Linked DNA regions of Drosophila melanogaster: region 2 is linked to region 1. A link is a contact called in public Hi-C data. All regions are on one chromosome and are shown on one strand. Each heading gives the region's core, a stretch centred on a gene start, on an enhancer-like site or on the middle of the called end of the contact. The rest is flanking DNA. Distances are from core to core; before and after follow the strand shown. Region 1 holds the start of Cipc (Clock interacting protein circadian). Region 2 holds the start of scrib (scribble).

Region 1 (5,238 bases), core at 1,339-3,838:
GGAGCAGCGACTATTTATGTACATACATATGTACATATGTATAATGCAAATATTTGTATGCAAATTTACTTACAGGCGTATTTTCGGCGACTTTTCACAGTTGTATCGAAGAGGCCTTGACATTGGGCATGTGTGGGGAAACAACAAAAGTCAACTACGGAGAATAAAAATAATTATAAAAGGCACTAGGGAGTGAAATAACTTGAGAACAATATCCATTCGGAACAATGCTATTTATATACTCTATTAGGTAAAAAAGTATTAAAGTATTAAACTAAGTTCTCTAAAACCTTGAATGTTGCAAATTTTAGTTGATATTCTTGAAAATATCGATTTTAAAAACACATTAATTTTTGTAATAGCATTGACAAATTGAAGTACCTCATTAAAGGGTATTGGAAATCTGACACATGCCGGGAGAAAAAACCGGCAAAAAAACCAAATAAAAAACCGAACACCATGAGTACCGAGCGGTCGGCGCATGTTACTGTTATTGTTATTGTTACCCACACAACCGCAACGAACACGCTTGCATACACACACACACACCCAACCCACACACACATACGGTCAAAGCATTTGCAAATTCGATACTCTGAAATGTCTAAAAATAAAACATATCATTGCTGACCGCCGTATCAATTGATAACCGCTTTTCCGCTGAGTAATTGTGTTCCCTAGAAATTCCCAGACAAAAACAAATCAAATATGTTTTATTTTTGGCAATCCAATAGCATACACTGAACGTAAAAGTGTTGACAAACAAATGTGTTCGCCGCACGATCATTAACCGCAGAATTGAAATACAATCTGCGGTTTTTGAAGTGTTTAGCCAGCAATATTGTGGTTTATTTTTATCACGACATAGCTATTTTTGGAGTAATTAGGCACAATTATTTTAATACTAAAGGACAGATAATAAAATTTGTCACTTAAAATGCCATTATCAATTAAAAATAAAACAATAAATATGTCAACGGCAAGATGGTTGTGTTTAGGCTATTTCGGTACAGTTTATTTTCGTCTATTTCTAATCAGTTGAATTATTCGTGTTGTTCGGGCTATACTCGTTAGATTTGATTACGCACTTTTATTTAACGGGCGTCTTGATAGGATGGACAGCCCACATAATAACGACCACGTTTATGGAACTTTTGCATTGACGCAAAAGAGTGGCCACGCCCCTACACTTCATGGCAATTAAATGGCACTTTGGGTGCAGAAATTTAAGGGCGGAAAAAATGCAAATGGCCAGACATGTGCGTGATGCTTTTATGGTCGTGTTCCTTTTGTTTTACGCGGCGTACACGTGTCGGCAATTGAAATAGAAAAGCGACCATGGCCCAGACACCCACGAGCCCATTAAAATCACACATAAAGAACATGGCAAAATCGGGGGGAAGCGGTTCCGCAAGGGGGCCTCCAACGAGCGTCGTTGTCGTTGTCTCATGTGTTATGCTAATTTCTCTTTTATTGTTCGCTGCTCGGATTTTGCTGCCATTTACGACAGCAGCAGACGATTAAAGCCAAACCGGAAGTCAGCCATCGTTCCCCGTTTACCGTTAGTGTCGCAGGCGGCTGCGCCGGCAACAGCCAAAGGCCATTGAATTGCCTTTTCATTACGAAAACAGCGCGAAAGGTCGCTCGGAAAATGTATCTGTCAAGACAGTGGGTCTTCGAGCAGAAAAAATATATGCATATTGTACAGCAAGACCTCGCAATGTCGAACGTTAGTACAGAGCTTTCATTTAGGGTTTTAAAATTGTACAAAAATAAATGAATCTTTTATTATTTTAAACAACACTTCTTATATTATTTATATCTATTTTTTATGGTTTAAGAATCTCCCCCGTACTCTGTGTATATATATATAGCAACCCGTCAGCGCAAACACAACTCATTGAAACTCACAGCCATCGCGCAGAGGGAGAGGAAGCAAAAGCAATCGGCCGTAACAAAATTTCCGACACGTGCGACAAAATTGCCTTCTATTGCGACGGGGAGGGGGGTGGAAGTGGGAGGTGATGGCCTGGCCCGAGGGTCCGGATTTAGGCAACCAGAAAGGCACGACCAAAACAAACCCGAACCAAACGCAAAGCAGCTCTCCCCTGGGATTCCCCATTTTCGGGGCGTGTTGCTGGCAACAATGTTGCGGCAACATTTTTCGATTGATTGAGATGCGTTGGCGACTTTTGAATGCGAATGTGTGTCAACAGTTTTTCACTGATGCTATAAATAATTTTATTTTGGTGGATGCTCGAGCATGAGTGTGTGCAAATAAATGATTTGAACCGTTTTCTGTAGATAAGGCCAGCTATAGTAATTTGTTGATTACTCTGCGAGTAAAGTCAACTTATTATTTCGTTGCTTATCGGCTAAATTTGCTAAATTTAGAACTTAGAACTAATTTAATGTTAAATATGGTTTTAAGAATTTAATATGTTTGATTAAAAATATGATCTAACCAAAAATAAATTTATTTTTCTTTTTTTTTTTTTTTAATAATTTCCTAACACATTTGGCCACTTTTGTGGGGTGCGCAGTGAGTGCCCGCTGAGCTACTATTAAAACGACGCTCGTTCGTCGGACCGCGTTCATTCTGCTTTGGGCGGTCGAGGTGTTCGTCTCGCAGTTTGGTCAAAAAACTGGAAAAGCTACGAGAGCTTTGTATTTCGCGCTGAACACGAGCGTTTACGTATTTTGCAGTCGCACTCGAGTATTCGCATATCCGTGTTTGTTGTTTGCCAGCGCGCGTGTGTGCCACTGTGTGTGTGTGTGTGTGTGTGCGTGTGAGTGAGTGTAGCTGTGTGTAGTGGTGTGACGGCCACACGCGCAACGAAAGCGAAAGTTTTGTTTGGCGCGCGTGTTGCCATTGGCGTCTGCGAATTTGCACACACACGTTCCCTTACCTAGAATAGATTAAAAGCGTGTGAAAACAAATACGAAAAAATACAGAAAATAAGAAGAAAAGATAATGTTCATTATTCCCAATGAGGGTGCATTAAATTAAGGGTATCTAGAGCGGAAGAAACACGACATCAACATCATTCCCGCAGCGTCTGGGTAAGTCGGCAGGTCTCGCGAAAAGGTTTGCCATAAATCTCCCGGCATTAGCATCAGCATTTGTGTGCCACACGTGCGGTGCTAAATAATAATACAAAGCCAAAAAAAAAAAAAAAAACACAAAATTGCACTTGACAGCCGACTTCCGATGCTGAAAGCTCTCCTGCCAACTAGAGAGGTTGTCCTCCTGTTCTCTGTATTTTTTTTTTTGCATCCCCCCTGAATTTCCTTTCCCCGTATAGGCGAGATTTTTTCAAGCTTCGTGCCTCACCTTCTGAAGGACGAATTTAGGTCAGGATCCGTGGGCCTTATCACATGACTCATGGCGTGTCCTTTGGCATTTGGGCTTCCTTGTGCTGCGCTTGCATCTGCATTTCGGCGGGCCACATGGCGTATGCGCAATATTGATTTCTTAAGCTCACTAACTGTGACCTTTAAAGCTCGTACTTAAAGTAATTTACAAATTACGAAACAAACTTATGTTAACCAGATTTAAATACGGCTTACTATTAAAATTAAAAAAAAAATAAATGCTCTCTGCGACTGTTTTATTATATACCTCAAATACTCGCGGGAAATATAAAGCATAAAGTTCGAATAATGTTTTGGGCTTCAGGGACTTTCAATGTTTACATATATTGCCAGACGCACTCAATTTTCGCAAGGGAAACAAAGTGTAACTTAAAGAAAACAAAACTTTAACATGTTGATGTGTTAGCCCTTTATTTGTTTCTGTGCTGTCGAATTCCAAGAACTAAGATAAAAAAGTACTTCCTTCCTTTACGTAAATATGTTTTGGTTTTACATCAGCCATTAAGAGTTCGGTCAAATCGTGTGAAATATTCTTGAAATAAGCACAAAGTAATCATAGAGCTTTGTCTGCGATTTGAAAGAAGAGAAAAGTAGGGAGATTTTTCTGGGCCACTTTTGCAGCTGGTTTTTACGGCGTACTAAAAGAAGCGATGGCTCAGCTAAAGTGAATCAAGCTCAAGCTGTGATCCACAATCGACAGCTGTTTGTTTATTTATTTTTTTTACTCACTCTGAAGACTTTGTATTTGCCTAACTACGATTACTTCAAGTCAGTGAGAAACAGTGCAACGAAATGAGCTTAAGTTCTGGGTATTATTATTATCTTCGGTTCATTGGCACTATTGAACCCATTTATTCTGGGCGTATTTCCAACCGGAAATTGCTTTAGGCAGTCGTGGACATTAAACAGGTACCGAGCATATCTATATCTCTGATAGGTAACTCTTGCGCGTGTTTCGGGGGGGCCGCTCCATTCATGACACCCCATGACGCCCATAATCGTAGATTTATCATTTTTGCTCGAGCGCGCGCGTTCCGCATTACAGCAACAAACAAAGCAGTAAAAAATTGGAAAAAATATTAGCCCCATCCGATATATAAATATAAACAAGCAACAACACGGGCGAAGGCAAAAAGAAAAAATAAATAAAAGACAACAAAATATATATGTAGAGCTGATATGCGGATCGTCAGCTTTGGCCCCAAATGTGGAGAAAAGAGAGCGCGAGTTACCACCCCACCCCCTAAACCCCCACGCCTCTAAACAAATCATCGGACACTCAACCGGGAAGACGGCAACTGGAACACCGCATCCGGCCGAATGCTGACATTCCGGCCGAATGCTGACATTACACAAAAGTCGCACTGCAACATTGTCCCCAGCTAGCCAGCCACATGCCGAGTCGGCATGTTCATTATGCTTACAATTAAGAACCTATGTACTTATGTATAAGACGAAAACGGAGGACTCGAGTAGCCACTCTCTGACAATAAACTTCATACTGATTTTGAACTTCAAGAAAGTCAGTCGTATTCTTTATTGGAAATCTTCACACTACAACTATCTGCTGAAACTTAAAAACCTTCATACATTTACACATCATATCTTCACAAAAGGCTCCACCCTCGATCACGGACTTAACTGGCGCAGCCGGTAGGATGTCCTACCTATTAATAATTACCTACCTGTAAGTAAACATGTAAGAAACGAAACAAACTATATGCAAGATGTCGACTGAAAGTGACTAGGAACAAATTTTTATAAAACAAAATTGAAGTTGTGAAGTACCAAATGAAACTCAAACATATATTCAAACACAGGAAAAAAAAAGAGAGAGGAAAAATGTAAAATAAATAAATATAC
Region 2 (5,238 bases), core at 1,777-4,276, 430 kb after region 1:
GCACGCATCTCCATAATAATGATAGTAGTCATAATAATAATAATAATGATGATGATGGCGGTGATGATGCCACATAAAAGGCGGCGGAGCCCATTTCAATTTCAATTCGACAAAAGGCGCGTGTATCTGCAAGATACATTTCTATCTCAAGAGCGCAAAATTGCGCGGCAAACCAAAGCTCGCAAAAAGCAAAAAATCGCATATATGAATGCTAAAATATATTTCTGGCTTACTATTATATTGTTGATGCCTTTGCTGTTCGAACTATGAAAGGCTTTGCAAAAAGTAACGCACATCGCAGACAAACTTTTATCCGTACGACAATTGAAAAAAAACAATTCGATAAATCAAAAGAAAAATGAAAAAAAACGCTTGTGCGAATTTGAGCTACGGTTTTTTGTTTTGAATACACAGAAAGTAATTGGATTGCGTTTAAATTTGTAATAGCATTTAGATTTCTAATTGAATTTTATTAAAAATTCGTTTGTTTTATTAACCAAGCAAGCAAATTAAACGAATAAAATAAAAAATGCTTCTGGTTGAAAAAATATTGGAAATACTAGCTTATTTCTTCTGTGCATTGTGGCGTTCATTTGTTTACAGCCCTGCGATATAAAACTTTGTCTCGTTTACATCTTTTTCGAAATATATTGTATAATATTCGGTTTTGGTTTAAGATAAAACCCAAAACTGGAAGATGAGCAAAAAGCCGGCTGAGCAAAGGAAATCACATTGGGGTAGTTGTTGTTATATAAAACAAATTGTACGCGAATTTTTGCACAAAAACACACAGATACACGACACACACACACAAAGAGCCGCAAAATCCGGCGCTCAGGAAAACAGAGAGCGAAAGAGCGGATGAAGAGGACGAAGGGGAGGAAGATGAGGAAACAAACGAATTTCAGCAACGACGCAAATTTCGATTTCCTCGAAATTTCTACCTTCTATTATGCTCGTTCCTCTCCCGACTGCTGCTTCTTCTTGCGCTTCTTGTTTGGGCATCATATACTTTTTTGTTTGCAAAAATAAAAAATAAGGAGAAGAAAACAGTGAAGAAGAAGCAACAGCAGCGGCGGCAGCAGCAGCGCAGCTTACTAAGCTTTTGAGATGCCGCCGTTTTGCTCCTTGTTTTTTGTTTTTGCTACGCTCTTGCTGCTTTGCCTTTGCTTTTTCGGGTATTTTGCCTTTGGGTTTTTTTGCTTTTTTGCGTTTTTGCCTTTTGCGTGAACAAGAAGCAGCAGCAACTACTGTACTTGGAGTTTTTCCTTTGCTACATACATTCGTATATCCTTTTTGCCGCTTTGTTTGTTTGGAATTTCTCAATTTTCAAATACTGATGCCACCCACACGCACACACACAAACGTACACGCACTCCCACTCGCACACATACACGCACTTTACGCTTTTTTGTGCTTTGCTGCGTCTCCAGTTTCTTGTTATTTCGCCCTTTGTTGTATTATGTCATAATTTATTTGTCGCCCAGGACTAAACAATGCCGGAATTTTGCACAATTGATAAAGCCAATGAATCACATTTCGTTTTCATTAGCCCCCACTCGTGCTGTCTTGCTCTTTCTGGCTGCACCGGCTCCTCTCTTTTACTTTTTACTTTTTACTTTTCTGCTACCTTTGTTGTCTTTTTTGCATTTCCGCTTTACGTTTGTGTTTCGCTCGCACTCACGCACTCAAACACACGCAAACACAGACGCACACATAGCTGCAATTACTGTTGTTGCCCAGCTTGTTTAACTTTTGTTTGTTGTTTGAAACACACACAAGCACGCAGCGTCGTCGAAAATATCGCGAATTTACAAGCGCCGGCAAAAATTTACTAGAGAAATCCGCCCGCAATTACACAGAGCGACGCAGCAAACACGTCCAAACTGTTCGCCGAGCTTTGGCGCACTGCTTAACTTATGCTTATGAATGGAACGGCGGCGACAAGCAGCCCGTTCGGCGAAAGAACGAGAAAGCGATAGTGATACTCCCCCAATTTCTCTTTCTCCTCGGCGCTATGTTAACCGATTCGGGAAAGGCGCCGATTTGAATGTAATACGATTGCGATCAGATGGAAAATTCGCATCTGTTTTAAAACGTAAAAGATAAAAACTACCAGCTTCTACTTCTTCTTTACGATGTTGTCTTGCATTGCAAAAATCGAACTCCACAGCTTTAATCATTTAGGCTTCACTTAAACTTAGCACTAAAAATAATGCTCAATATCTTCTTAAACACCAAATAGACATGAAGGAATATCAAATACACATTCCTATGACAAAAAAAAATGTTAAACAATTTCAGCTCTTTTTAACATCAAGATACAAAGAACAAAACCTTTGGGTTTAAATCGGTTAACATTGCTTAACATTAAGCGGTTGTAAGAGAGCAGCAACTTAAGAGAATTTGTACACTCTTTTATCTTGCTCAATTTGAGCTTTGAAGAGAGCCGGCAACTTTTGTTTTTGTTTGCGACGCCAAAATTTCAATGTCGACGTCGCAGTCGGCAGCGTAAGCTTTTCGAGCAGCGAAAAACAAACAAAACGGAATGCGAGTAAAGCAAAAAAGAGACACAAAAAAAATGCAGTTTGTTGAATCTAGTACTAAGATTTAAATTTATTACAGACAAACGTAACTTTTATTTTGCACTAGAAAAATATTACATATTATATTATTATCTTGTGTTATATTATATTATAATTACTTACCGAACACCAAGTACTTTACAGTATTCAAGTTATTTTCCTTTTTTAACGTAATTAATGAAAATATTCATTATCTTTTAATCTTAATTTAAAATATTAACTTAAACTTCATCTCAAATAGGAAGGCGCCGATTAAAAATCGGAAATAGAGATGGCAAATAAAACGAATGGTTGTTGTCTTTACTAAAGGTGAGTTGCGCAGTTGCTAGTAGTGTGACCAGACGGCGATTCACAAAATTTCTCCAAAGTGTGAACGTATGCGAAGATACTTCGTTGATGGAAGAGGAGTGTCACCTTTTTCTTGGTTTTTCCAGAGCGTCATACTGCAAAGAGTTGTTGTTGCGCGCGGGCGGACGACGAGAAAAAATTGTAAACGCGGATGAAAACAACGGTTGATTTTCACCCAACGCTCGTGATTTTCGACCGCTTTTGAGTGTGGAAGCGAAAAAACCGCCTGTTTTTTAACTGCATGAGTGCGTGCGAGTGTGTGTGTGTGCGTGCGTGTACGTGTTCGTAATTTAGACGTGCTGCTCGCTGCGATTTTCGTTGTTCTGTGTGGCCCCTGTAACTACAGTAAATACTCGTGCAAATAACGCGTCAAAGCGTGCGAAAAACGCAGGGAGAACGCCAGCTAGCGCCTTCTCTTTCACTTTTTCGCTGATTCCTCGCCGCCTTAGACTAGCATTTTGTTGTTGCGCAGCCTGCGCGTATATGTGTGCGTTCGTCCGTGTGTGTGCGCTTGTCCTGCGTGTGCGTGTGTGTGTAAATTCCAAAACATACGCCGCTGCACAGTGGCACAAAAACGAGAGAAACGTAACGTAACGAAATAGCTATTTGGATTCCCGGCTTTCGGGCTTTCCCTGTGTGCGTGTGTCCGTTTGGGTGTGTCGCATTAATGTTAATTTTCCGCTGAAGTTTTTCACTATTCCACCATTCCACGCAGCTTCGCTGTGGAGAGGAAGCAACAAATGCGATGCGTTGCGTTGCGTTTCTTGTTTCTTTTAACTAACTACGTGATGCAATGCGTTTTATGGCATTCCAACCAAGTGCCAATTAGAATTGATTATTATTCATTATTTCGCTTATTACCCACACAGGCGCGTGTTTGTGCGTTTGTGTGTAAGCGGCTCTCTTTTGGCGCTCTCTCGCTCGTCCTCTCTCTTTCAAACAAACTCCAGTGAGCCGCAACAACAAAATGGCAAGGCCAGGCAAACACAAAAAAGAAAAAAGTCTATCTTACGTTTTTCCCTTGCCGTTTCACGTAGCGCAACGCCTAACGTAATCGCAATGCGAGAAGCAATCAAATAAATAAATATAAATAAAATGTAAAATTTAATTACAGTGAAAAATGTGGGCGAAACGTGTGCGATAAATAAGAGCCCGAGATAGCGAAAGAAAGTGTCCAACTATCGGTCTGCTACACCGGCACTGTCGATGTCCGCCAGCTAGCCAAGTGCTGCAGAGACATCCTACGATCGAAACGAGCTAACGTTACAATAGAACACCCCCTCCTTTTCCCCCCTCAAACAATCGAAAAGCCGGCAAGACGACGTCCAAAAAGAAGCAGTCACAGCCGACGCGGCCGAAGACGAGCATGTTCAAGTGCATTCCCATCTTCAAGGGCTGCAACCGGCAGGTGGAGTTCGTGGACAAGCGCCACTGCTCCCTGCCGCAGGTGCCCGAGGAGATCCTGCGGTACTCCCGTACCCTGGAGGAGCTCTTCCTCGACGCCAACCACATCCGGGACTTGCCCAAGGTGAGTGCGTAGCTTAGGAATCCTTGAAAATGAACTGGACCAAACGACCAAGGACACTGACATTGGGTTAAAAGCAGTTATTTCATTTCATATTATTGTGAAGAATCCGTTCATGATGCGTATTTGGGTTTCTTGCTAACCAGATCTTAAAACATGAGCACATTTAACCACAAATCGAATGTTTACTTCTGCAATGAATAACAGAAAAGTTTATTAGGTCTTGAAAAATTAATGATTCATGGCGAAAAATAGTCATTCGAAAAGCAAAATAATTGCCAATCATAAAAAATGAAATCGACGATAGATAAAGATACATTATTTTGTATATTATTGTTTAGGATTTTGCCAGTAGTGAGTTGGGAGAGAAAAATTAGAAGTTGGTATCAGAAAAAGTTGTACTGTACATATGGCGTGGTTCCGGAAAATCAACCTGCGCTGACTGACTGACTTCAATGAATCTCAACTTTTGGCGCAAAACCGTAAATGTCATAGTTCAAAGTGCGTGGGAAATTGAATAAACGCCGTCGAGTCAGGTTCGCTTGAAAAAAGTAAAACCTAACCTAAGTGGGCGGCAAATGAAAATTAAATATTAATAGATGCAGTGTTTGTTTGTGCTAAAGTATAGAGATACATACATACAGTGTGCAAAAGCCTCACGTACGAGTATACCTTTTGTTTTATTTGAAATATTCAAATTACAATGCAAACAAGTCCACAATCCAGATCAATTTCCAAGCAACATGACGGTCGCCTAGAAATATGCTCATAAATGCCAAT

The links. Hi-C and Micro-C count contacts between places; a contact is called where the count stands out from the background.
Region 2: a Hi-C map of the Kc167 cell line shows a contact between it and region 1, with 4 times the contacts expected there. The contact joins the promoter of scrib here to the promoter of Cipc in region 1. A contact is called at or near these places in 3 of 107 Hi-C or Micro-C datasets (the Kc167 cell line, the ML-DmBG3-c2 cell line and the Sg4 cell line).

Annotation. Positions count from the first base shown.
Region 1 is chr3R:26,104,280-26,109,517 of dm6, forward strand. Cipc (Clock interacting protein circadian) reads left to right here and starts at 2,589. Exons shown (of 5, transcript NM_001276054.1): 1 at 2,589-3,063; 2 at 3,306-4,598.
Region 2 is chr3R:26,533,324-26,538,561 of dm6, forward strand. It overlaps scrib (scribble), which reads left to right and starts at 3,027. Exons shown (of 25, transcript NM_001260393.1): 1 at 3,027-3,074; 2 at 4,048-4,461. The coding sequence starts at 4,300. plum (plum,) reads right to left here and starts at 1,894. Exons shown (of 11, transcript NM_001260388.1): 1 at 1,401-1,894.